Regions from separate parts of the Mus musculus genome. Here regions 1, 3, 4 and 5 are each linked to region 2. A link is a contact called in public Hi-C, HiChIP or PLAC-seq and promoter capture Hi-C data. All regions are on one chromosome and are shown on one strand. Each heading gives the region's core, a stretch centred on a gene start, on an enhancer-like site or on the middle of the called end of the contact. The rest is flanking DNA. Distances are from core to core; before and after follow the strand shown.

Region 1 (3,074 bases), core at 237-2,736, 2.1 Mb after region 2:
ATAAAAGTAAGCTTTGGGTAGAGCGGCTGCTTCCCTCTGGAAGTCCACCAGACACATGCTGCTCTGATTTCCCTGGGGAGTCAGAAACCTAAGGTGACATGTAAACTTCAGTCATTATCTCATCTTCACCAAGCGAACATATCTCCTCCATTCATTATGGGTGACAGGAGTCCCCAGTAGGTGGCAATTAGTTGACTTTAATCCACCTAGCACGGGGCACTTACGCGGAAGCCTCGTAGGCCAGGTTGACCAAGATACCGTCAGCCAGGCTGAGGTTGAGCGAGTCACAGATGCTGCGGATCTCGTCGGTGAAGGGCTGAGGCAGGAAGCTCTCCACCTTCGACACAATTTCTCCGACCATCCCGAGTACCCACTGGGGAACCCTGTCGCTAGAAATGAAAAAGTACGAAGTTTGTTTCTCGTCTCAGAGCATGGACAGTGCACGTATGCGTGGACGAGGCGGGAGGAATGTTGGGAATCTAGATTACTTTCAGAGCTGCTCCATTCCCAGCGTTCAAACCAGCGGGAATAAAGTGGGCATGATAGTGCAGGGCTGTAATCCCAGCTACTCAGGAGGCTGAGGCAGGAGGATTGTAAGGGCAGTTTATGTTTCACAGCGAGAATCTCTTTCTTTTTTTCTCACATCATAACATTTATATTCATTATTTGGGAATTTCATACAATGCAACCCGATCACACGTTCCTCTCGAGTCCACCCTCCCACCTTTGCCTTACCCCTCAAACAAACAAACAAACAAAACAACAACAAAAACAAACCACCAAATCCAATTTATGTTGTCCATATACTCATATATGTATAGTCAAACTCCCAGCGAGACTTTCGAAATGAAAAGTATAAGGGCTGAGATACACCCAATGGTAGTGCAATCACCACTACCTCCAGTGCCAACCTCCATGTAAGGCCAGCCAGGCTGGTCCACGATGCGGAGTTTCCTGGGCTGCATGCCCTACGCTGCAGCTTAGCATACTGGGTGACACCTTGCGCGTTACCCTGACCCGGAAAATGTGTGGTAAACGCGCGCGCCGCAGGAGGCTCCGAATTTGAGAGCCGAACTGGCCTTGCTGGGTCAGCCACCCGCTGGGCGCTGCGCAGAGCAGTGGGGAGGGCAGCGGTGCAGCGGTGAGAGGGTAGAGGTGCAGCAACGAGGGAAGAGCAGAGCCTGACTACAAGTTCACCAGACCAGTCCCGCGCTCACCCAATGACCTGCGCCACCGCGGTGCGCAAGAAGTCTGGGTCGTAGTGCCGCAGCATCGGCAGCCAGCGCTGCTCCGGGGCCGCGTCCAGACTGACGTTGAAGAGAGGCGGAGTCCCGGGGACGACAGCCGACAGCCAGGGACCGGACAGCGACAGTAGCAGCAACAGAGCCAGGGCCAGGTGTGCCCCATGGCACGCGGCCCTGGTGGCTAGGGTCCCCATAGCTCCGGCTTCTGAGGCCACCACCGGACCAATGAATCTTTGCTGTCCTGGGGAGGCGGAGTGGGAGGCCTGGGGCGGTGCTGGCACTGAAGGCGGGGCCTGCGCTCCACCCGGTCAGGAACCCAAGCACTGACACCGCCTCCTGCCCCAGCGGGATTAAGCCTGCTTCTCACTCACAGCTAGAGGCAGTATCACATCTCTGTGTAAAAGGCCGGGAGTGGTTGTACTTAATAACCTGGTGATTTGTGCTATACGTAGGGCCAGACCTCACCCGAACCCCCTAGACTATACTTCTATCCTAGACTTCCCAGACTCGTAAGCATTGTTTCTCAGTCAATAGAACCTATCCTTACGGAAGATGTCACATGCACTTTGTAGTTTGATGACTCTATGAAATATGTATGCCCAAGACCACACCCGATCCTGCCCAAGGTCCTTAAGATGCCGTAAGCTTTACTGTGCACATGAGATTGAGATAATTGTTACCAGGAAACGTCTTTTCCCTAAAATTGCGCTGTACTTAAACACCTAAAGTTCAGACTCTGTTTCAACCAGCGCCGGTGTACTGGATGGTTCTGTGTCAACACAAGCTAGAGCCGTCAGAGAGGCGCCTCGGTTGAGGACAATGCTTCCATGAGATCCAGCTGTAAGACATTTTCTCAATAAGCGATCGATGGGAGTGGGCCCATCCCTTTGTGGGTGGCGCCATCCCTGGCCTGATGATCCTGGGTTCTATAAGAAAGCAAGCCGAACAAGCCATGAGGATGGAGCTAGTGAGCAGGCCGAAGGACCCCAGGGCTAGTCCACCCCAGTGGCCTCTTGCTGGGATGGAGCTAAACTGCACATTCAGCTCACCCAAGTCAAGTGAGCAGCATGTTCAGTGAGAGAGCAACGCTGCCTCAGGAAAAAATCCCTGCCTGCAGTGGAAAGTAACAAAGACCCCCATGTCAGCCTCTAGCCTCCATGTGCACACACACACACGTGCACCGCCACACAACACACACACAAACATGCTAATGCTGAGTTACAGTCAGCAAAAGCACAAACTGATACTCTATGCCAAATTTTAAGATACTAAATAATACTGTGCTGAAGACACACACAGGAGCGTGCGCGCGCGCACACACACACACACACACACACACACACACACACACACACACATCTGAGATTAGCAGCACTTGAGGGAGGGGTCATGGTGAGTGCTTCAGTTCCACTTTTTGGTTCTCTTCTTATACTGAACTTCCTCTCTGTAGGCAGAACATAGCCCAGACTGACCCCACCCTCCTGCTCCTCCCGCTTGAGCCCTGGGTACTGGGATTACAGGCGTGAGCCAGAAAGCCAGCCTCTCATGCTTTCACTTATAAAACAAAAGCAACAAAAAAGCCAGGATATTAACATTGGATTGGTAAATGTTTCCTTGTGCTCTATATATTTGTATGTTAAAAAGTCGTGATTATAAAGTGTTTTTATTGGGCTGGAGAGATGGCTCAGTGGCTAAGAGCACTGACTGCTCTTCCAGAGGTCCTGAGTTCAAATCCCAGCAATCACATGGTGGCTCACAAACATCTGTAATGGAATCCAATGCCCTCTTCTGGAGTGTCTGCTACAGGGTACTCATATACATTAAATAAAT
Region 2 (2,735 bases), core at 122-2,621:
ATAGACTATATAACCTACAAACCACATAATCCCTTTCCTCCCCCACTCAGCATTTGGTCAGGACAACCAAACTCACAGTTCTAGTCTCTGTTCCCTAGACCATATACAAATGTTGTTTACTGATCACACTTGTAATCGAAAACATTTAAGAAAACTCTATTAGATATTAGTTTGCTTAAAGTATCTTTGACCCCAGATTTAAATTCCTTGCCTGTACATCTATCTGCGTGATCTTGGCAACCATACTGAGTTAAACCAACTGCAACTTCTTGGTTATGGGTACCTGATGTTTTCTGTTTCTGGCTGTGCATAACCTGAAATCCTGATTCCCAGTATGTAGCATATCTAACAGCACCTCCTCCATAGGATTTCGAGTAAATGAAAACTGCATCCTGGTTCTTACTGTTCCATCCCTACATTTCCCAGGAGAGAGAAAACAGCATTCCAGTGTTAACACCTCACTGTGAATGCTTCCTGGCTCAATGCTGCTGCTCCCTTCCTGGCAATCCTCTGTGACTCAAATTAAAATCTTGACTTACCCCACCCCCACCCCCAGGCACAGCCATGGGGGAGGTAACGTTATACCAATTCCACTGAACAGAGTTCCTAAAAAGCCAACTCGAAGTTTCAATCCATCAGATACAGGGTAGTAGGTGGTAGGCCCAGAGGAAGAATTCATGTCTGGAAACTGCTAACTTAGTGATACCTTTCTAGTAATAAAGAGCAGTATCAATAGTGACAAATGATGCTGCAGACTCTTAAAATGTTTATGACCCTAATGTTTCAGGTTCCTCCGTGCCATTTCTTCTGAATATTGGTCTCAACCGAACATTTGGGAGGCACTTGTATTTCGAATAAATACTTGGTAGGTCGGGTGAACTGGAAGGTACTCGAGTCACCAACCATCATTTAACATGCAATGCTAACTAAATTATTTTAGCCTCCATGTTAACACTAGCAGGCAGGCAGCACGGGGACCGACGCCCCTCACCTTAGCCAGGATGTAGTGCTGATAGGCGGCCAGGGGCAGAGTGACAGCACCGCGCAGGGCAACGGTGCTGAGTATGATGTTGCTCCACCAGGGGAGGCCGGTAGCCTCCTGCGCGCCCAGCAGCACTTCCTCCGCGGTGCGCACCGGCGCCGACGCTGCCAGGGCCTCATACCAGCCACCTGGAGAGGCCGCAGACACCGAAGCGGCTGCCCATACCGGAAGGGCTGGGAGCCGCGCGCTGCTCCAGGCGGGCGGTGATCCCGGTGCCGGGAGCCGCAGGGTGGGCAGCGACCTGAGCCACCCGGCACACGACCGGCACAGCATGGTTACACGGAGCGGGCGGCCAACTAGAGCACTAGCACCAGGAGGTTGCGCGCATGCGCGAACCCGAGGCCACGCCTGACCTTCCCAGCCGAAAGCCCTGTCCAGTGTCGCGCTAGAGATGACGTAAGACTCCGCCTTTCCCACGCGGCAATGAGCCGCTTGAGGCTCTCTTAACTCCTTTCCTTGCTGGGGTGGAGTTCAGAGCGGGAACCGGAACTGCAGGGGTAGGCGGGGCGAGCAAACTGCCTTGCTGTTGAGTTTCAGTTTCCACTCAAGGAAATTGTGGCTTGAGTACTTTTTGTGACTCGGCTGTTTCCGCCCAAGGCGCGCAGCATCTATCTCCGTTTTCTCTACGCACTGCTGAAACACCTACTTTGGGAATAGTGTTTCTGGCTCGGTCAGTGTTAAGTCTGCGTCCTTTATCCCCCTAGGCAGCTCTACTTTATAATAAGACCTAAATGTCTTTATCTGTTCCGGTTAGCATTCTGTATTCCTTTATAAACAGAATGCAGAAATGCCGAGTGGTGGCGCACGCCTTTAATCCCAGCACTTGGGAGGCAGAGGCAGGCGAATTTCTGAGTTCGAGGCCAGCCTGGTCTACTGAGTGAGTTCCAGGACAGCCAGGGCTATAAAGAGAAACCCTGTCTCGAAAAACCAAAAAAAAAAAAAGAAAAGAAAAAAACGAAATAAATAAATAAGAAGAAGAATCACCATCATAATAAGGAGCAGGGAAAAATACTATTTTTCATTTTACAAAATGAATTCCATCAACAGCACAATTTTGCTTCAACGGTTAAATGGAATGCACAGGGCTTTTAACAACTGTGTGTTTTTCACATTCGTGTTCCTGTCAACAGAAAATAAATGGAACAACGAAGTGCCCACTCCTAGGGTAGGCCAAAGTGAATTGAGTTTTTAGAAACCTCTCCCATGTTTGGTAAAGCCAAACTGTGGACACTGTCCTCTACTTTATTGAACACCTACCAAAGCTGTCAGATAGCGTATTTTCTGAAACTTGGGTAACCTGCCTTTAGTTCCCATAGCATAATCCCTTTTAAAAACAGCTCACTTATCTCTTGCTAGTTTAAGAAACCACCGTATTTCCATAAAACTGTTAATATCCAGTAGGCCCTTCCAAGATGGCCTTAAGCCAGAGAAGTTACTTAAAAACAACTCCCCCAAGTCCCAACTTACCATACATGAGAACCTAGAATTAATTCTCAACACTGGGAAAGTAGGTAAATTTATTATGTGTAATAAATAAGCCTGTTATTTGTAGATCTATTGTTCACAAACCCTAAACCAAAAATTTCAAGCAGTTATTAAAATCTTTAACAATTTTTTTCTACAGCTACAGGTAACTGACAACCTCTTCTGATAAAACTGCACACCTGCATTCATGTCAAAGTAATGGAAATAA
Region 3 (3,105 bases), core at 347-2,846, 2.2 Mb after region 2:
TCTTTTTGAAAGTAAAAGATGCCGAGCCTACTTTTTAGAACTCAGTGTTAATTGGTAAATTAAAACTACTCATGGAAAATTTCCCAAAAACCCAGCAAAGAATCCGGGATTCTTTCTACAATTATATATAGAAATACATCCTAATATATTGAGTTAATGCTAGAAAAACATCGTTACAGTTTGAAAAACAAGACAGGTCGCTGCTGTTCGTATAAGACTTGTTTCTCTTGGAAACACAAGGACAATAAGATGAAATCCCAATGAAATATGTATTAAAAAATGAAAAATGACTGCAGGAGTCCAAGAATCCCAGGGAAACGCTTACCTTCTGCTAAAGCTAATGTTTTAAAAAATATTCGGTTCCCAACTTATCATTTGGAAGCTGTGCTCTGTATCATTAAATGAAAATCCAACCAAGGTGCATTCTAATTCTTTAAGGCTTTCCAAAACCCACATCTTTTAAAGCAGCCAAAACTTTAAATATATTTGATTTGATCTTAGGAAATAAACCCCTTTCTTTATTAGACAAGTGCCATTTCTTCCCCCAAACTCTAGGGACATCGGAACATTCTTGGACTCCAGCCCCCATACTCGTTACACACATGACCCCAGTATCTACCTGCACTCGCCAGACTGTTACCAAAATTGAACGGAGTCGCCGAGGTAGTAGAAACACCGAAATTCCCAATATTAAAGTTCACTGCAGGGTTAGCGGTTAATCCGAAACCCCCAAAATTAAACCCACCGGCGGTGGAGTTGGCAGTCTCAAGCCCACCAAATCCTGATAGTCGTGGAGGCAAGAGAAACAAAAATTTGAAAAGGTGAGAGGAGGGAAAGAGAAAAGGAGAAGAAAGAAAGGTAAGAATTACAAGAATCAGCAAGAGGTTTCACAGCGTGAACAAACCTGACCTGCACCGGATCAGGGGAAGAAAGCCAAGGTGCGGACAGACAGAAGGAGCGAAGGGCAGCACGGGCGGGGGCCGAGCATCCCCCCCCCCCGGGCTGGGGAGGGGACAGAGGGAGCTGCGGGCAGCCTGGCTCCAACTTTACCCGTCTGGACCTTGAGGCTGAGACGGACGAGGGGACGCGGGGTCCCGGGAAATGAGAGGGGCGTAGCCTCCGGCCTCTCCTGGGCGGACACCCCAATGGCGGGAAGCACCGCGGCGGCCGAGCCACGCGGGTTGAGCGTGCTGTGCGAGCCCCAGGCTGAGCCTGAGCAGCCCGCGGCCCTCCCACCGCCACCGCCGCCGCCACCACCGCCACCGCCCTCTCCAAATGACTCCAAGGTGTCCCGAGTGCCAGGGCAACCCCGGGACCCCCCAGCCGGACCGATCGGATCGAGGGGGCGGGCCCGAGGCTTTGGTTCCTTGGAGGAAGAAGGTAGGCCCAGGGCTGACTCACCCGCCGGTGCCGCGGTGGCTGTAGAGGTGCCCGAAGTGCCCGAAGGAGCCCCAAAATTGAAAGCCATGTCGCGGGAGCAGCACTTAGATGGCCCCGGGCTCGCGCGGCGCGACGCCCAGTGCCCTCCGCTCTTCTGTCCGGCTGGGAACCGTCAGGCGGTCCGTACCATTAGTTCCGCCTCCTTCCCGGTCTAAGCGGAGCAGGCAGGAACCAAGCAAGGATGGAGTGGGTGGGATGATCGAACGGGAACGCCTACCACCGATCACTTCCGGGGGTGTGTTTGTGGCTTTCACGTGGTGTGGGGCGTCACCACAAAGGGGAAGTGATGAGAAGTTGGACATGGGGTGTTGTATGGTGGCTCTCTGAAGCCACTTTAGAGAAGTGACAGTGTGCAGGGACCGCGTGAAAGTACTGCCCTTACCTCTGAGGAGCGGTCCTTCCCGGAGGAAAGGAGGTTTGAGTAGATAAAGCAGTTGAGAAAGAGGCATTCGAGAGTGATGGAAAGATGATGGCGATGGTGGTAACACGTGTGTTAGCTATGTGGAATGCACGCTAGTAATTGTTTTTGCATATTTTTTTAAACCCCCAGCTGCGTTTCAGACAGTTTACTACTATTGTCATTGACCAAGAAGAAGGGCTGACCTCGATGAAGCAAATGGGCCCACTAACTGGTAAAATCTGTGCCCTGCATCGCACTTCTGGGGAACATTTAATCCTCAACTACACAGAGAAGATTTCTGTCGTTGACTAATTGGCACAGACGAGACAGGAGGACTGAGGATTAGAGTTGCAAAGCAGCATCCCCAAAGTCACTTCGCTGGTTTTTCTCTACTTAGCCCCGATTCTTTTCTCCTTTTAAAAATATTTATTGTACATGGCACTGTGTTACATTAGGACATCTTGATACAAGTTTATGTTGTATTTTGAATATATATTCCTACTCCTAAATTTTCTGTCTTCTCCCTGTCTCTCCCATTAGTTCCCTAGTAATTTTACTTCATTTTCCATGTCATATGATTTATGTGTTTAATTAAACCTAGGAATCATAAATGAATTTTTTTCCTTCTGTGACTGGCTTAATTCACTTAATAATGTTTATCTCCAGTGATATTCAGTTTTGTGCAAATGACAACATAACTTCCTTCTTAGGGCTGAAAACTCTTTTGAGTATATACCATCCTCTGTTTCTGATCCATCCCTCTGTTGTTAGGCAACTAGGTTTGTTAACAATTGTGACTAATGCTTCAGTAGAGATTGATATACATCTATGTGATAGACTAACTTGGAGTCCTTATAGACATAGCTGGGTCATGTGGTAGATCTAATTTTAGTTTTCTCAGGAACCTCTTTGCCCCATTTTGTGTGTGTGTGAGAGAGAGAGAGAGAGCACATGCATGTGTGGGAAGAGTGTATACACACATATGTGCACACGTGCCTGAAGGCCAGAGATTGACATGGGTGTCTTCCTAATTTACTCTTAATTTCTAATACAAGGTCTCTCAATAAATCTAGATCTCATCGCTTATTTGGCAAGACTGTCCAGCCAGCAAGCCCCAGGGGACTCCTGATTCTGCCTGCCCAGTGTTATGGTTATACATGAATGCCACTGTGCTCAGCGTTTGTTTAATTTTAAATATGGGTGATGAAGATTAAACTCATATCCTCAAACATTAACAGCAAGCACTGTACTGACTGAGCAGTCTC
Region 4 (2,966 bases), core at 433-2,932, 2.1 Mb after region 2:
GCTGTCAGCAGGCAAAAGACAGACAGCAAATGTGGGAAAACAGAAACTATATTCCCCTTCTCTCTCACGCTCCACACACATGCACACACACACCACTGGTGGGGATAGAGTGGGAGCACACACACACACACACACACACACACTCGCACACACACAGCTCATGGTGCGGATGTCCATGGTAGAACCACTATGGACAAACTAAAACTGGCCTTCTACGGCCTGGTTTATAATAAAAGGACTCTGATCAAACACCATAGACACACTTGCACATTTGTGTTTACTGGTGCACGAACCACGGCAGCAAGAAGCAGAGCCAGCCTTTAAGTCCATCAACAGAATGTGTAGTGAAAATGTGGTACATGCATTTAGTTTTTTCCAATCAAGAGCTGAAACCATGACAACAGGAGGAAAGATGTTAAGAAATTAAACCAGACTCAGAGAGGTAGCCTGTTTCCTCTCAGAAGCAAAAGTCAGATTTCAATTTAGTTTGTGACACAAGTTAGAAAGGGGAACCCAGTAAGAGCTTATGTTTAATGTGTATTGAGAGCTTGCCTACTTGTATGTGCGTGTATACATATGCCTAGTATCCAGAGGCCAGAAGTCGGGTGTCGCATCCCCTAACACTAGAGCAACAGATGGTTATGAGCTATCATGTAAGTGCTGGGCCTTGAACCCAGGTCCTCTGGAAGAACAGCCAGTGCTCTTAACCATTGAGTCAACTCCCCAGCTCTGGAAGAAGAGACCTTAAAGGGATGCAGGGAACTGAAATAAATGTGATGTGTATACAGAAGTGAAGTGGGGGCTGTCTGAGGAGAGAAGGGGACCAGTAAGGGGGGGGGGGAGACAGGGAGGATTGGGAAGGGCGGTGTGTAAGAAGACAAATAATAAAGGCAAAGGCGCGTCTTAATCTATCTACCAGGTTAAGAGTACAAAGTCACGGCCTTCATTTCGTGGTTCTTATGAATTCACACACTTGGAGTATGCCATGCCCCTCACAAACTGGACCTAACAGAGTTTTAGACCGCACATTTCCCTCAAAGCATTTTTTTCAAATCTAGCTCAGGGTGACTCCCAGGGAGTTTGAACTGTGGCTTAACTACATCTTCTACACTCTTGACTGTGGGGTGGCCCTGCCATCTGAGAACTCCTTGCTCTTCTTGGCAGAGCTTGGGGCACTCGGGAGAGGCCGTCTGTGGAAAGCATGTTTAACACACGACTCATCGTATGCTAGGGGCTAACTCGAGTTTTTGCTCTGAGGCGGCCAACGGACGTTACCGGCCCACGTCGGCGAGGCGGGCGGATAAACCCGGAGGCAGCAGGTTTTAGGGTGTGTTTCAGTGTTGGTGGGGTCTGCATGTCCCGTCCCCCGTATCTCCATCCCCCGTCCGTTTCCTCCCCAGGCCCCCGGAAGCACACCGGAGCATCCCGGGGAGCCGGATCCCGGTCCCACCTCCTCCACGTAGGCCGGCGGGTCCCGCTTGATCAGGTTCTGTAACTGCGGCAGGTTGCTGGGCAGCTTGTTGTTGTTCCTGCCGGACATGGTGGCTGTGGGTGGGCTCCCTGGCGAGCAGTGCTTGGAAAACGTCCGCCTCTGTCAGTCGCAGCCCGGGCCCCGCGGCAGCTTAGACTCGTGGGTCCCAGTGTAACCGGAAACGGCACGTGGGACACGCCGCTTGCCCGACCGAGCTACGGAACGCTCAGAGGATCAAACTTCACCACCCTGCTGCAACTCTTTGTAGGCGTCTGCACGCTATCGGTCCCTGCCGGTGGACAACCGCTACTGGTTGTCACCAAACTCTGGAGCAGGTTTCCTTATCTCAACATTCTTTTCCACTGAAAACAATTTTTATACAATATATTTGATCATGTTCTTTTTCCTCCGCCAATTCCTCCCAGTTCTCCCCATCTAGCTCAGCATTCTTATGGTGGCCCAAATAAATGAGGATTAATATGGGACTCAGGTATGACAGCATACAACTGTAATCCCTGTACTCAGGAAGCTGAGGCAGGAGCATTATATTTGTTTGGGGCAAGCCCGAGGCTTACTCTGTCTCAAGAAAAACGACAGAAATTAAGCAGGGGCCTGGGGACTGGTTCAGGTGTCCTATCTCATAGGAGACCCTAGGTTTCTTCTCCAGCTCTCCATAAACTGCGTGTGTTGGCTCATGCCTGCAACCCGCATACTCAGAGAAGAGGCGGCGGGAGGGTTGAGACTCCAAGGTCATCCTCAGTTACATAGGAATTTGAGAGAAACCTGAGATACATGAGATCCTGTATTATAAAATGAGGATTAGGGGCTGGAGATGGTTTAGCAGCTAAGATCTGGTACTGCTGTAGGGACTCAGGCTCAGTTTGCAACACACGGTGGCTCTCAACCATCTATAGTTAACTCCAGCTCCTGAGAAATGTGTGCCCTCAGCAGGTGCCTGTGCTCACAGCACACATACCCACACAGAGTTGCACACACATCACTAAAACAAAAACCTTGTCAGAAATGAGAATCATTTTCTTTTAGGCTGTACTAAAGGTAGAAGAAAAAAATCCATGAGGAGTATGCTTAGAGAATATGTTTTAGAGAATGGCAAAGAGCAGGGGTGGAGGTTAGATTGTTTTTTTGTTGGTGTTGGTTTGTTTGTTTGGTTTTGTTTTTTGAGACAGGTTTCTCTGTGTAGCCTTGGCGGTCCTGGAACTCACTCTGTAGACCAGGCTGGCCTTGAACTCAGAGATCCATCTGACTCTGCCTCAGGAGTGTTGGGTCTTAAAGGTGTGTGCCACCACCGCACCCAGGCAACTCTCTTAATTCTAACCACAGAGGGGAAAACAGCTGTTGGATGGTAACTAGGTTTTTGTTTTGTTTTGTTTTTGTTTTGTTTTGTTTTTTTCGAGACAGGGTTTCTCTATGTAGCCCTGGCTGTCCTGGAACTCACTCTGTAGACCAGGCTGACTTTGAACTCAGAAATCTGCCT
Region 5 (2,808 bases), core at 244-2,743, 3.0 Mb after region 2:
TGAACAAACACACAGGTAGGTTGAATACTCTTAATTTTTAAGAATTACTTGACCAGAATAAACAAATACTCTTGGCTTTTAACCTAACCCTTTTTTTAACCCCTTTTAAGACAGGGTACATACATATATGTATGTGTGTGTATGTCTCCATCCCTAGCTGTCCAGAAAGTTTCTAGGTTTACCAGGCTGCTGTTCAAACACTCAATGGCTCTTCACTGACAAAGTGAAACGTAAGTATTTTACTTTGCTATTCTAAGACCTTCAGTTGATCCATTTACCTCGTTGATCTATTTACCTCACACTTTCCACGAATTTACTACACAATGTTCAACTTCTGCCTAAATGACCTGCGGTGGAGCAGGCTAACTCTGCAGAGAGCATTTAGCTCTTGCAAAATTCGGCATTTTTCTGTCCTTTATGATGCAACTCAGTTCCCTCACCTCTCTAGTTTCCTCCACCGGCCCAAGCCCTAGACGACGTTACACTCCCGCGCGCGGTGTGTGGGTGGCGGGGGGGGGGGGGGGTAGGGCAGAGGAAGATAACTATTGGCTTGACATTCACAATACTCTGCCCGGTAAATTATGTTCGGTGGTCACGAGGGATCGGTGGCTTCTGTGGGTGGGGGTGTGTCACCTTCTTTATTAGCACTGGCTCGCGGAGCCTGGAACTGGCACCCCAGTCGGTGACGGGCTGTGGCTACAAGTTACTTGGGGACCAAAAAAAAAAAAAAAAAAGAAAAAAAGGCCGGGCTCAAAGGAAACCCACGCAGCGCTGCCAGAGACGGCGAGGGGGTCCCCGAGGTGCCCAGGAAAGGTTCGCCGAGGGGACCGGTCCTCGGGGGAGCGGCGCGCGCCCCCGCGAGCTCCCACTCCAGCGGCGCGCACGGCGACCGCGCCGCGCCCCCGCCCTCACCTTCTTCTTCTCCTCCTCTTCCTCCTCCTCCTCCTCCCCGGCAGAGCTGTAGGCCTCACAGTGGTGACGCGGGGTCATCCGGGGGCCCGTTACCACCTCATGATCCTCGGCGCGCGGCAGCGGGGCGCGCGGGACCAGGGCCGGGCCGTCTGAGGAGGGAGAAGAGGGCAAACCGGGCCGGCGGGCGCGGGTACTCGGGCGGGACGCACGGCTGCGGCCGAGGGGTCACTCAGCGAACTAGTTCCATGATGACCCTGGGCCCGAGGCCGCCGCCGCCGGTCCCGCTCCTCCGACCGCCGCCGCTGGTGCCCGGGTGAGGAGGGGGCGCCCTCTCGCCATAGGGCGGCGGGGGCCGGGGAGAGGCGCGGGGTGAGGCCGGCTCTGCCCCTGCCCGAGGGAAACGCCTCCGAGGGGAAATGGTGGAAGGGGGGAAGGGGAAAAAAGAAAAGAAAAGGAAGGGGAAAGGGGGAGAAAATAAGAAAAAGCGAGACAGAGGCGCTGGCGCGTCCGCTCGCGGGGGAAGGCTGGGGAGGGAGGAGCGTACGAAAAAGCGCCGGCCGCCTAGCCCCGCCCTCGCGGACTGATTTCGGCCGCGCGTGTCTGTAAACAACGCCAGTGTTCTCGTCTCTTCCTGGCCACCTCCGGTGTCCCACGGACGCATAGGAGAGTTTGAACAAAGACGAACTTCCGTGTCTTATGGACGCACAGGAGAGTTTGAACAAAGACGAGCTTCCGGAGACGACCTGGGGAAGGCGCTGGGACTGGGATGAAAAGGGAAAGTGCATTTTGTGTGCACAAAGAGAAGGAAAGGTGCGCGGACTCTTTTTCCTCGGGCGCGCGGAAGAACCCCCGCCGCCTGTTCGGTGACGTAAGAGGCTTGTTAGCCGAGGAGGCGTGCAGTGGCCGGAGAGTGTGCTGCGCATGCGCCTCTGGAAAGAAAGGAGCCTAGCCTCAGGGAAGGGTTTCTGGGTGAGCGCCTGCGCCCAACCTAGAGTCTCCCAGTGTTTCCCAGCCCAACTTGTCCTTAGCCCTCCTGAACGAATTTATTAGACGTGGATGGAGATCTTTTGTGTAAAGATCACATTCTTTGTTGACCTTACGCAAAATTATGTTGTCCCGTTCCTATTAGTGAGTAAGGACATGCATCTTTTTAACCATCCTGTGGGTGATGGGAGACTGAAGCACTTTAGAATTAAGAAAATTAAGGGGATCATATCCTGCGTGCTTAAGGCTACTTGTAAAAACAGTGGATTAGACTACTGACGGCTTGGCTGTGCGCCAATGGAATTCTAGTCATGAGCCAGTATGTCTAGTATTTCAGGGTCCTGTTTATCACTAACTAGGTCCTTAACGAATGTGAACTAAATGTGTTTTATTTACTTGAGTACTTTTTACTCCAGTTGGTAAATTTTGCAAATCTTACAATGGTTCTACTTATGAAAAGAATGCAGATAGCTTTGGGAAGAAGGGGAGACCTGGAACTTAACCATTTACCTAGTCAAGCATTCATTTTACATCACTGGAAAAAAACAAAAACAAAAACAAAAAAAAAACCCGATCAGGTTTTTACAGAACTGGAATTAGCTTGAAAACAAAAGGCTCCTGTCTTCAAGGAGTTTGCAACTCAGGCACAGAGATACCCATTGATCACTGTATGAAATTACCCAAAAGACTGTTTTACTCTATAGCCATCCCCTCCCCATATGAACTCATGGATGGCCTGGATCTTGTATAGTTTGTTTTATACTGCATTTCTGTATGTGAAAGGCTCTCAGTATTTGATTTCTGACCTCATAAACAAGTGTCAGTAGCAGAAGGATTAAGATGGAAAATTTCAGACCAGTGTGGAAACGCCTTTAACCTGCTCTGGGCTCTCAGTAAAGGTTTCTCTGAGGA

What was found. Hi-C and Micro-C count contacts between places; a contact is called where the count stands out from the background. HiChIP or PLAC-seq counts read pairs in DNA pulled down with a chosen protein or histone mark. Capture Hi-C pulls out chosen DNA fragments and counts their contacts.
Region 1: a contact with region 2 is called in a promoter capture Hi-C map of liver, with 4 times the contacts expected there. The contact joins the promoter of Naaa here to the promoter of Cox18 in region 2. A contact is called at or near these places in 5 of 39 promoter capture datasets (the 3T3-L1 cell line, the C10 cell line, hippocampal neurons and 2 more) and 2 of 9 other capture datasets (embryonic stem cells and liver).
Region 3: a contact with region 2 is called in a Hi-C map of erythroblasts, with 9 times the contacts expected there. The contact joins the promoter of Nup54 here to the promoter of Cox18 in region 2. A contact is called at or near these places in 4 of 39 promoter capture datasets (cranial neural crest, frontonasal cranial neural crest, hippocampal neurons and 1 more), 1 of 484 Hi-C or Micro-C datasets (erythroblasts) and 1 of 115 datasets of contacts at active chromatin or transcription factors (astrocytes).
Region 4: a contact with region 2 is called in a Hi-C map of B cells, with 5 read pairs. The contact joins the promoter of Sdad1 here to the promoter of Cox18 in region 2. A contact is called at or near these places in 2 of 39 promoter capture datasets (hippocampal neurons and liver), 1 of 484 Hi-C or Micro-C datasets (B cells) and 1 of 115 datasets of contacts at active chromatin or transcription factors (astrocytes).
Region 5: an H3K27ac HiChIP or PLAC-seq map of thymic regulatory T cells shows a contact between it and region 2, with 10 times the contacts expected there. The contact joins the promoter of Ccni here to the promoter of Cox18 in region 2. A contact is called at or near these places in 1 of 39 promoter capture datasets (pre-B cells), 1 of 484 Hi-C or Micro-C datasets (CD4 T cells), 2 of 115 datasets of contacts at active chromatin or transcription factors (astrocytes and thymic regulatory T cells) and 1 of 9 other capture datasets (adipose tissue).

What each region holds. Positions count from the first base shown.
Region 1 is chr5:92,276,695-92,279,768 of GRCm38.p6, forward strand. Naaa (N-acylethanolamine acid amidase) reads right to left here and starts at 1,487. Exons shown (of 11, transcript NM_025972.4): 1 at 1,218-1,487; 2 at 225-389. The coding sequence starts at 1,438.
Region 2 is chr5:90,222,625-90,225,359 of GRCm38.p6, forward strand. Cox18 (cytochrome c oxidase assembly protein 18) reads right to left here and starts at 1,372. Exons shown (of 6, transcript NM_001033310.3): 1 at 992-1,372. The coding sequence starts at 1,315.
Region 3 is chr5:92,433,603-92,436,707 of GRCm38.p6, forward strand. It overlaps Nup54 (nucleoporin 54), which reads right to left and starts at 1,597. Exons shown (of 13, transcript NM_001359995.1): 1 at 1,402-1,597; 2 at 620-781. The coding sequence starts at 1,468. Gm42114 (a long non-coding RNA gene) reads left to right here and starts at 1,009. Exons shown (of 2, transcript XR_880431.3): 1 at 1,009-1,380; 2 at 1,991-2,467.
Region 4 is chr5:92,308,342-92,311,307 of GRCm38.p6, forward strand. It overlaps Sdad1 (SDA1 domain containing 1), which reads right to left and starts at 1,683. Exons shown (of 22, transcript NM_172713.2): 1 at 1,451-1,683. The coding sequence starts at 1,540.
Region 5 is chr5:93,205,002-93,207,809 of GRCm38.p6, forward strand. Ccni (cyclin I) reads right to left here and starts at 1,494. Exons shown (of 7, transcript NM_017367.3): 1 at 913-1,494. It overlaps 2010109A12Rik (RIKEN cDNA 2010109A12 gene), which reads left to right and starts at 1,517. Exons shown (of 3, transcript NM_029363.1): 1 at 1,517-1,722. The coding sequence starts at 1,679.